Linked DNA regions of Rattus norvegicus: region 2 is linked to region 1. A link is a contact called in public Hi-C data. All regions are on one chromosome and are shown on one strand. Each heading gives the region's core, a stretch centred on a gene start, on an enhancer-like site or on the middle of the called end of the contact. The rest is flanking DNA. Distances are from core to core; before and after follow the strand shown.

What was found. A called contact is a pair of places that touch in the nucleus more often than the background predicts.
Region 2: a contact with region 1 is called in a Hi-C map of mammary epithelial cells, with 2.3 times the contacts expected there. The contact joins the promoter of Brcc3 here to the enhancer-like site in region 1. A contact is called at or near these places in 3 of 12 Hi-C or Micro-C datasets (the A7r5 cell line, kidney and mammary epithelial cells).

The regions. Positions count from the first base shown.
Region 1 is chr9:2,020,813-2,025,012 of GRCr8, forward strand. No RefSeq gene overlaps it. Among named protein-coding and RNA genes, the nearest start is that of Tnfsf9, 8.1 kb to the right of the region's middle. Within about 2 kb of position 2,564, at least 40 of the 93 cell types and tissues checked have an H3K27ac peak or open chromatin away from gene starts, as enhancers often do. A contact at or near this core is called in the A7r5 cell line, where this site is marked.
Region 2 is chr9:2,071,395-2,075,457 of GRCr8, forward strand. It overlaps Brcc3 (BRCA1/BRCA2-containing complex subunit 3), which reads left to right and starts at 2,533. Exons shown (of 1, transcript NM_001127300.1): 1 at 2,533-4,063. The coding sequence starts at 2,547. The coding sequence ends at 3,422.

The DNA.
Region 1 (4,200 bases), core at 1,314-3,813:
TGAAGACTTGTAGCATCCACTCACACACAACACATACACATTAATAGAAGCAAACTATATTTTAAAGAGAATAAAGGTATGTGTGTCCAGAAGCTTGAATGAGAGTCTGTAAGGCACAGAAGGCCGGGAAGGACCACTGATAGAGAAGGCGATGAAGCCCGGGGTAGGGCCTGAGTGGGGCCTTTGGAGAATCGCAGGGAAGTGGGCGGGGCAAGAGAACCGAACCACCTGGGAGGGTGAAGCAGGAGGCTGGGATAATGATGTCAAAAGTGGGAATCCACAAACTCTAGGAAGCTAACGACTGGGGAAGTGGACAGGGCGTAGAGAGAACGACAGAGCAGCCGGGAGGGACTGAGAAAGTGGTCAGGGAAGACCAGAGAAGATGATAGTGGAAAGTGGGCAGAACCTAGAGTGATTGGTAAAGAAGTCGGAGGAACCAGAGAAGCGAGGATGTGGGGCTTGAGAAAGCGAAGGTGCCATTGGGAAGGACTGCAAATGAAGGTTTAGAGAGCGTGACAACTGGGAAGTTGACAGGACTCAGAGGGAATGACAGAACAGGTGGGAGGAACTAACAAGTGTCTCCTGGAAGCTGAAGGGTAGTAGAGGTAGAATGGGAGGGAAGTGGAAAGGGTCAAGGGAACCGGCAGGACTCAGAAGATTGACAACTGGGAAGTGGGCGGAGCCTAAGGAGAATGGCTGAGAAGTTTCTGGGCTTGAAAACCAGATTCTACTCTCAAGTGGCACCCATGGGCTCTGGCCGCTTTCGTGCTGCTGACACTGGCCCATTAGGAAGGACAGTGACCTGGCTCCCCTTACAACATCCGCACTGATCGTATCCCGCGGTTATACAGGCTTCTCCGGGGTGCCGGTCCTGGGCTTCCAGGTTCTAACATCACGTCCTTCCAAGGCTCAGCCAGAATGCTGGGCAGACCCTCCCACCTGCATCCCCTGCAGCTGGGTCGAGGATGCCTTCCACAAGGGGGCGCGTGTGTCCCGCGCTGGGATCCACGGCTGAGCAGGAGGTAGCTCTGCACAGAGCTGGCACCTGGATGTCCTAGTGGAATACTGTTTTTGTTCTTCTTGTTTGCTTGCCTTTGTTTTTAATTTGTTTCATTTCGTGCTCGGTGTTTTGCCTACCTGCATGTCTGTGTGAAGGTGTCAGAAGCCCTGGAACTGGAGTTACAGACAGGTGTGAGTTGCCATGTGGCTGCTGGGAATTAAATTTGGGTCCTCTGGAAGAGCAAGAGCAGCCAGTGCTCTAAACCGCTGAGCCACCTAGTTGTTTTTTAAAGATAGAATCTCTCACTGGTTGGGGGAGCCCAGAGCTATTTGTCAAGGATGGTTTGCCAGTGAGTTCCAGGAATCCTCCTGGGTCTACTTTCCAGAGCTAAGAGTATAAGCATTTGCCAGCTTGTCTTTTTTCTTTTAAATGAAACGAAACGAAACGAAACAAAACAAAACAAGAAGCCAGGGGTGCTGGGGATCAAACTCAGATCCTCATGCTAACGAGACAAATATTGTTGGCTGAGCTATATACGCTCGGCATATTTAAAAACGTTTAAACATTTTACTTGTATTTATCAGTATATGTGTGTGTCTCAGCTGTCTCAGGGTAAGTGCAGATGACATGCAGTGCCTATGAAGTCCAGAAGAGGGCGTCACGTCCCCTTGGATCTGGAATTACAGGAGGTTGTGAGCCACCATGTGATGACTTAACCCTGGAAGAGCAGAGTGGGAGTACTCTTATCTCTTCCCTTTTCTTACCTCTTTTCTTCCCCTTTCTCCTCTTTCTGTCCTCATGAGACAGGGTCTATCTTTATAGCTAAGGCTAGCCTGAAGCATACATAGTCAGGCTGGCCTCAAACTTGGGGACAATGTCCCTACTTTAGCATCCCAAATGCTCAGATGACAGATATAAATGGCCACACCTTGCCTTTTCAGTGTGTTTGACAATGATCTCTCTGTCTCTGTCTCTGTCTCTGTCTTTGAGAGAGAGAGAGAGAGAGAGAGAGAGAGAGAGCACGAGCGTGACTGTGATGATTTGTGGTTACTGTGAGCGTCTGTTCTATGTCCTGGCTGTGGGTGTCATTTGTGTTTCTGTTTAACTGTGACTGTCCAATGGCTGTGTCCTCTGCCAGCACTGGGGAGTCCCTTCCAGATAGTAGTCAGGCTGGGATTCCCTTTCTATTCAGCCTGGCTGATTTCCTATCACTGAGCTAACTCTTGCCCCTCTGAAGGGTCCCCAGCCTGCCCGCCCCCTCCAACTTTCTCAGGGGAGTACCTGTTGATTTTCCCTTCCTCCAGACAGCTACCTTTTCTATCTTGTTGGGTGCCTAGTTGACTATAGGCTGTTCATGGCTAAAAGGAAGGAGGAGGAGGAAGATAGGAGGGGAAAGGAAGTGGAGGAGGAGGAGGGGAGGGGAAGGGAGGGAGGAGAAGGAGGAGAAAGAGGAGGAACCCAAACAAAACTTTGCCCACAGGGAAGTGCAGGCTAGAGCCACACCGCAGTGTGAGCAAATCCCCGGAAGCAATTGTAATGCAGACTCCTCTGCAGCCCTTGGTTTGCTCAGGCCGGAAGAGCCTGTCACGGTGGTTCAAAGACATGAGCTAACTACTGTCTTTGCTCCGTGTGACTGGTGATCTCATCGACATTAATCTGAACAATTTCCTCTTGATGACTGGAGAGATTTCTGTTCTCTTCACTTTCTGCTGCTTCTGGGCTTTGTCGTTGTTGTTGTGTTGTGTTGTTGTTGGTGGTCTAGGGGTCTCACATAGCCCAGGCTGGTCTGCAACTAGACTTGGAACTGAGGCTGATCTTGAACTCCTGATCCTCCTAACTCCACCTCCAGAATCCTGGCTCTGCGTAGTTCTCTTCGAACCCTCGCAGGTCATCTCGGAGGCGGGAACTGGGTACTGAATTTCAGTACTTCAAGCCCATGTGTGTAGACACCGAGACATGCTAGGCTGTCTAGGCTGCCAGTGGCAAGGATGGCGATGGCTGCACTTCCTGAGTGCCCGCTGGCAACATTCTGGTTCTTGCACTGCGGATACCTTGCTTTTTGAGATAGTCATTGGTGTTAATTTCACGTCTCAGAGGGGAACACTGAGGCGCCAAGAGGTATTTGCTCAGGAGGTGGGGCTGGGATTTGAACCTATGCTGTGAAGCTTCCATATGCCACCATAGGAGGGTCAGGGAAGTTGACTTTTAAGCCTGGCAGCTGGTGTGTGCATGCAAGCTCAGTACATTGGAGTCGGAGGCTGCCCTGGGCTGATAGCAATCAATATCTGACTCAAGATAAGACAACAGAAAGCAGTTGACACTCATTGGGTGTGCTGGTGGCCAGTACCTGCCATCCTAGCCATTTGGAGCACTGAGGTGGAGGTGGACATGAACCTAGGACTTGGAGGCCAGCCTGGGCAACTTGGGTACACTCTACATCAAAAAACAAACAAACAAACAAACAAAAAAAAACAAAAGAGAAAGTTAACACTATAGTGCTTAAGGTAGTGCACATGTAACATCCCAGCTTAGTGGCTGAGACGTGAAGATTGCTAGGCCTCGCCTAGAATCCCCCAGTGAGGGTTTGGGGTCACAGTCAGGGTGGGGTCTTGTCTAGAATCTCCAGTGAAGGGCTGGGAGCTTGACCTCGGGGTGGAGCCCCACCTAGAGTCCTCCAATGAGGGGCTAGAGGTGTGGTCCAGGGATGGAGCTTTTGCTGGAGCTCGTTCTAGCTGACACTGAGTGTAGTGAGAGCAAATTTAAATGGAATCCTGCCTTAGAAACCTTGGGATAGCAAACCTTTGCTTTTCTTCTCAGAAAATACCATGTGTGACTATAATTCTGGGGGACATGTGTTCAGTGGACCTGAGAGGTGGGAGAGGAGTCTCTAGGCCGACACTGTAGGGCAGGTCCCTATAACTGCTTTCTTCCTTTGAGTTCTTCCAGGCTCTGAGGACAGCTAGGGCTCACGGTCACTTCACCACGTGGGTGGGTGGTGAGGAAGGTAGGGAGGGGGAACTCAGCTCAACATGGTGGTTAGAGCTTCCTGCCTCTGAGGTCCTAAGCACAGCGCTTCAGGATTGTCAGCTACAGACTAGGGAATGCTGTCTGCTTTCCCAGAAAGGGAGGTCCAGAGTTCTGTGAAGGCACACAGCTCAGAACGTCCCTGGAAGACCTTCGTCGCCTTGCTTCCTATTTTA
Region 2 (4,063 bases), core at 1,283-3,782, 51 kb after region 1:
TGGACCCCTGTCAGAAAGCTGCTGATGGGGCTAGAGAGGTGGTTCAGAGCATTGGCTGTTCTCAAAGAGGACCTGGCTTCAAGTCCCAGCTCCAGAGGCTGTGATGCCCTATTCTGACCTCCATGGGCAGCAGGCCCACAAGCTGCACAGAGAGACATGAAGGCAAACACTCATCCACAAAAACACAAACAGTGGTTCCGTGGCTCTGCAGCAGCAGGGTCTGTGTTAATGCCTGTAGCCCGTTACCACCAAAGGCCGAGGGGATGTCCCTGGTTTGGGTTGCTGCTTGGGGCCATGTTGATGTCTAAGGGCTGTGTATAGCTGGCCTAATCACTCTTCTGAGCAGCATGGGAGACCAAGCAAAAGGGCACGAGGGCTTGAGAGCTGGCTCCTGCCCCTGGCTGGCTACAGCACTGGGCAGAGCAGTTCCTTCACACCACCTGAGCAGCACAGTAGAGCTGGCCTGGTGACATGGGCAGGGGAGAGCCAATCTGTCCCCTGGCCTGGAGAGTGCTAGAGAGCTGACATCTTAGCTACCACCCAGACCCAGGGCCAGGGCTTCGAGCTGGCACCCCAACATCTCCCCTATGGCTTGCTGCAGCATGTGAAGGGGCAGGTCCTGTAGATGCAAAGCTGCAGGGTCTCCATGACACAGGGCAACAAGAGGATATCCAAGAGGAATTCCAGAGAGGATTCGGTACTGACGGTGTAGCAGAAGCCAGGGTCCTCAAACCAGAGCAATGGCTCACGGCAGTGAACATTTGCAAGTGAAGCTGCTTGGGCTCACTGACTGACACACTGCAGCTTACACAATGAAAAAAATATATTTTTTGTCTTCTTTTGGTAAGGGTGGTTGCAAGGCAGAGGGCGGATAAGGAGGGACAGGGAGATGAGTGGGATTGGGGTGTGTGATGTGAAATTCACAAAGAATCAATTTAAAAAGTTTTAAAGAACACACTACTTACATAAAAAGAAAATACTAATGCTGACCAGGAGAGGTAGCTGAATATCTCCACTGACTTCCTCAGAGCAGGGCTTGTGTCACCAGCAAGTCAGGGAGAGCCGTGGGCTGTCCCAGCTCTTCTGCTGCTCACACAGAGATGTGGACATACCCTTAGATTGCCTAGAGTCTCATCATCCCACAGACAAAAATCCAGGAGGGTGAGTAAGGTGAGTGGTTAAGTTCTTTAGAGCATTACCAAGAGGTTTCACAGGAAGGGACAAGCTGAGGCTCCCTCACACTCCAGCCCAGGACCCCAACCTGGCTCACACTCCAGCCCAGGACCCCAGCCTGGCTCACACTCCAGCCCAGGACCCCAGCCTGGCTCACACTCTCAGCCTAGGACCCCAGTCCAGGGATGGTGGCATCTACACTCAGGAAGGGTCTTGTCTTTCAGACATATAGATATTAAAATAATGTTTAAAAAAGTTAGAATCTGAAGGGAGATGGAGGAAGCCTGCATCTGAAAGAGAGGGGAGGTGCAGTGTGGAATGAGAGGAGTGGAAACTGTGGTTGGGATGTATTATGTGTATGAGGTAAGAAAAATAGAGATGTGTTTCCAGTGACTCCATACCCAGTTGACAACGACAGTTAATCTGATACTTTTTCTTAATTTAATTTTTAATTTAAAAAATTTTCAAGACAAAGATTCTCTGGCTGTCCTGGAACTCACAGAGATCCACCTACCTCTGCCTCCCAAGTGCTGGGATTAAAGATGTGTGCTATCAGGAGCGGGCGGGCACCCAAAATGGACGTCAGCACTAGGAAGTCTAGTCTGCCCTGACTCCCCAGAGCGACTCACAGCCCACGTCCGCCCTGGCGCAGGAACGTTGCCCAGCGTACTACCTGGCCTGCTGCGTAGGCCTCCCGGCGGCTCTCCCTGCCGCGCAGGCCTTCTTAGCCGCCACCCAAGTCCCACAGGACCCACCCCTAAGGCCCAAACTCCGCTCCTAGGTCCTAGGCTCCTCCCCTACGCCCCAGGATCCGCCCCTAAGGCCCTGGCGGACACCGCCCCTAAGCCTCAGGCTCAGCCCCTGTGGAACCCAAGACCCTAGGCCAGGGCTGGACCGAGGGTCAAGCGCTGGGCTGGTAAGGCTGCGTCTGAACAGCCCCCTTAACGCCGGCCACGCCCCTCGGCCAAGCTTCCGCCCCTGGGCGGGGCGTCCGAGCACCGGCTTGCACAGGCGGCCGGAAACCCTTAGCGGATTTAAGTGCGGGCCCCGCCCCTGACCCCGGGTTCCGCCTCTGATTCCCCAGGCTCCGTCCCTGGGCGGGACGTCCGAGCACCCGTTCGCACAGGCTGCCTTAAGCCCTTGGCGGACGTGAGTGCGGGCCCGGCCCCTGAGCCCTGGCTCCGCTCCTGAGCCCTAGGCTCCGTCCCTGGGCGGGGCGTCTGAGCACTGGCTCGCACAGGCGGACAGAAGCCCTTGGCGGATGTGAGTGCGGGCCCGGCCCCTGAACCCCAGGCTCCGTCCCTGGGCGGGGCGTCTGAGCACCCGCTTGCACAGGCGGCCGGAAGCCTTGGGCGGAAGTGAACGGGGAGACGATGGCGGTGCCGGTGGTTCAGGCCGTGCAGGCTGTCCATCTGGAGTCGGACGCCTTTCTGGTTTGTCTGAACCACGCCCTGAGTACGGAGAAAGAGGAGGTGATGGGTCTGTGCATCGGGGAGCTGAACGACGACGTAAGGAGTGAGTCCAAATTCGCACACGCCGGAAGTGACGTGTGCACGGTTCCGGAGAAGGTGGATTCGATCAGAGTCGTCCACATCCACTCGGTCATCATCCTGCGCCGTTCTGACAAGAGGAAGGACCGCGTGGAGATTTCCCCAGAGCAGCTGTCTGCAGCCTCGACTGAGGCGGAAAGGTTGGCGGAACTCACTGGCCGTCCCATGAGAGTCGTCGGCTGGTACCATTCGCACCCTCACATAACGGTGTGGCCTTCACACGTGGATGTTCGCACGCAAGCCATGTACCAAATGATGGACCAAGGCTTCGTGGGACTTATTTTCTCCTGTTTCATAGAAGACAAGAACACAAAGACCGGACGTGTCCTCTACACTTGCTTCCAATCCGTACAAGCCCAGAAAAGCTCAGACTATGAGAGAATCGAAATCCCCGTCCACGTCGTTCCCCACGTCACCATCGGGAAAGTTTGCCTGGAGTCCGCGGTGGAGCTGCCGAAGATCCTGTGTCAGGAGGAGCAGGACGCGTACAGGCGGATCCATAGCCTCACACATCTGGACTCGGTGACCAAGATCCACAATGGCTCGGTCTTCACCAAGAATCTGTGCAGCCAGATGTCGGCGGTGAGTGGGCCTCTGCTGCAGTGGTTAGAGGACAGATTGGAGCAAAACCAGCAGCATCTGCGGGAGCTGCAGCGGGAGAAGGAGGAGCTCATGGCGGAGCTGCGTTCGCTCGAATAAATCGAGGGAGCAGCAAAAAAAAATCCGGGCGGGGGGACGTGGAGTGAACGGAAATACCTCGAGTACAATTTATTAAACAAAAATCAATTTTGAAAAAGATAAAGTCGGAGGGCCTACATTAACATAACTTCAAGATTTATTATTGTAAAGCTACAGTGATCAAGATACGATGATATTTGCAGAAGAATCAATGCAACAGGGAAGAAAATCCGGAAATAAACCCAACAATAATGTGCTTAACTACGTTTGAAAAAGTACAAATGTGATTCAAAGAGGAAAAGACAGTCATTTATTTCAACAAATCAAACCTTCTCAAGCTAACAAAATATATACAATAAATAAATATGTAAAAGAGTCTCTGAATGTATCACGGATTTAAATCCAATATGGAAGACTTAGGGAAAAAAGTTATTCCAAAAAAGTTTTCAGGACTTAAGGACTTAACATTTTCAACTCCAAAGCACAATATCACAAGAAAACAAAGTAGAGAGATTGGACTTTGTTAAAATTAAAGCTGTTTATTCTGCAGAAAGATGAAGAGGAAACCGTCGGTGAAAAAGATGTGTCTGAAACTCGAAAGTAAATAGCACCAGTAGAAATGAAAAGAGACGTAAACATTGTCACTAAAAATGGTGAAAATA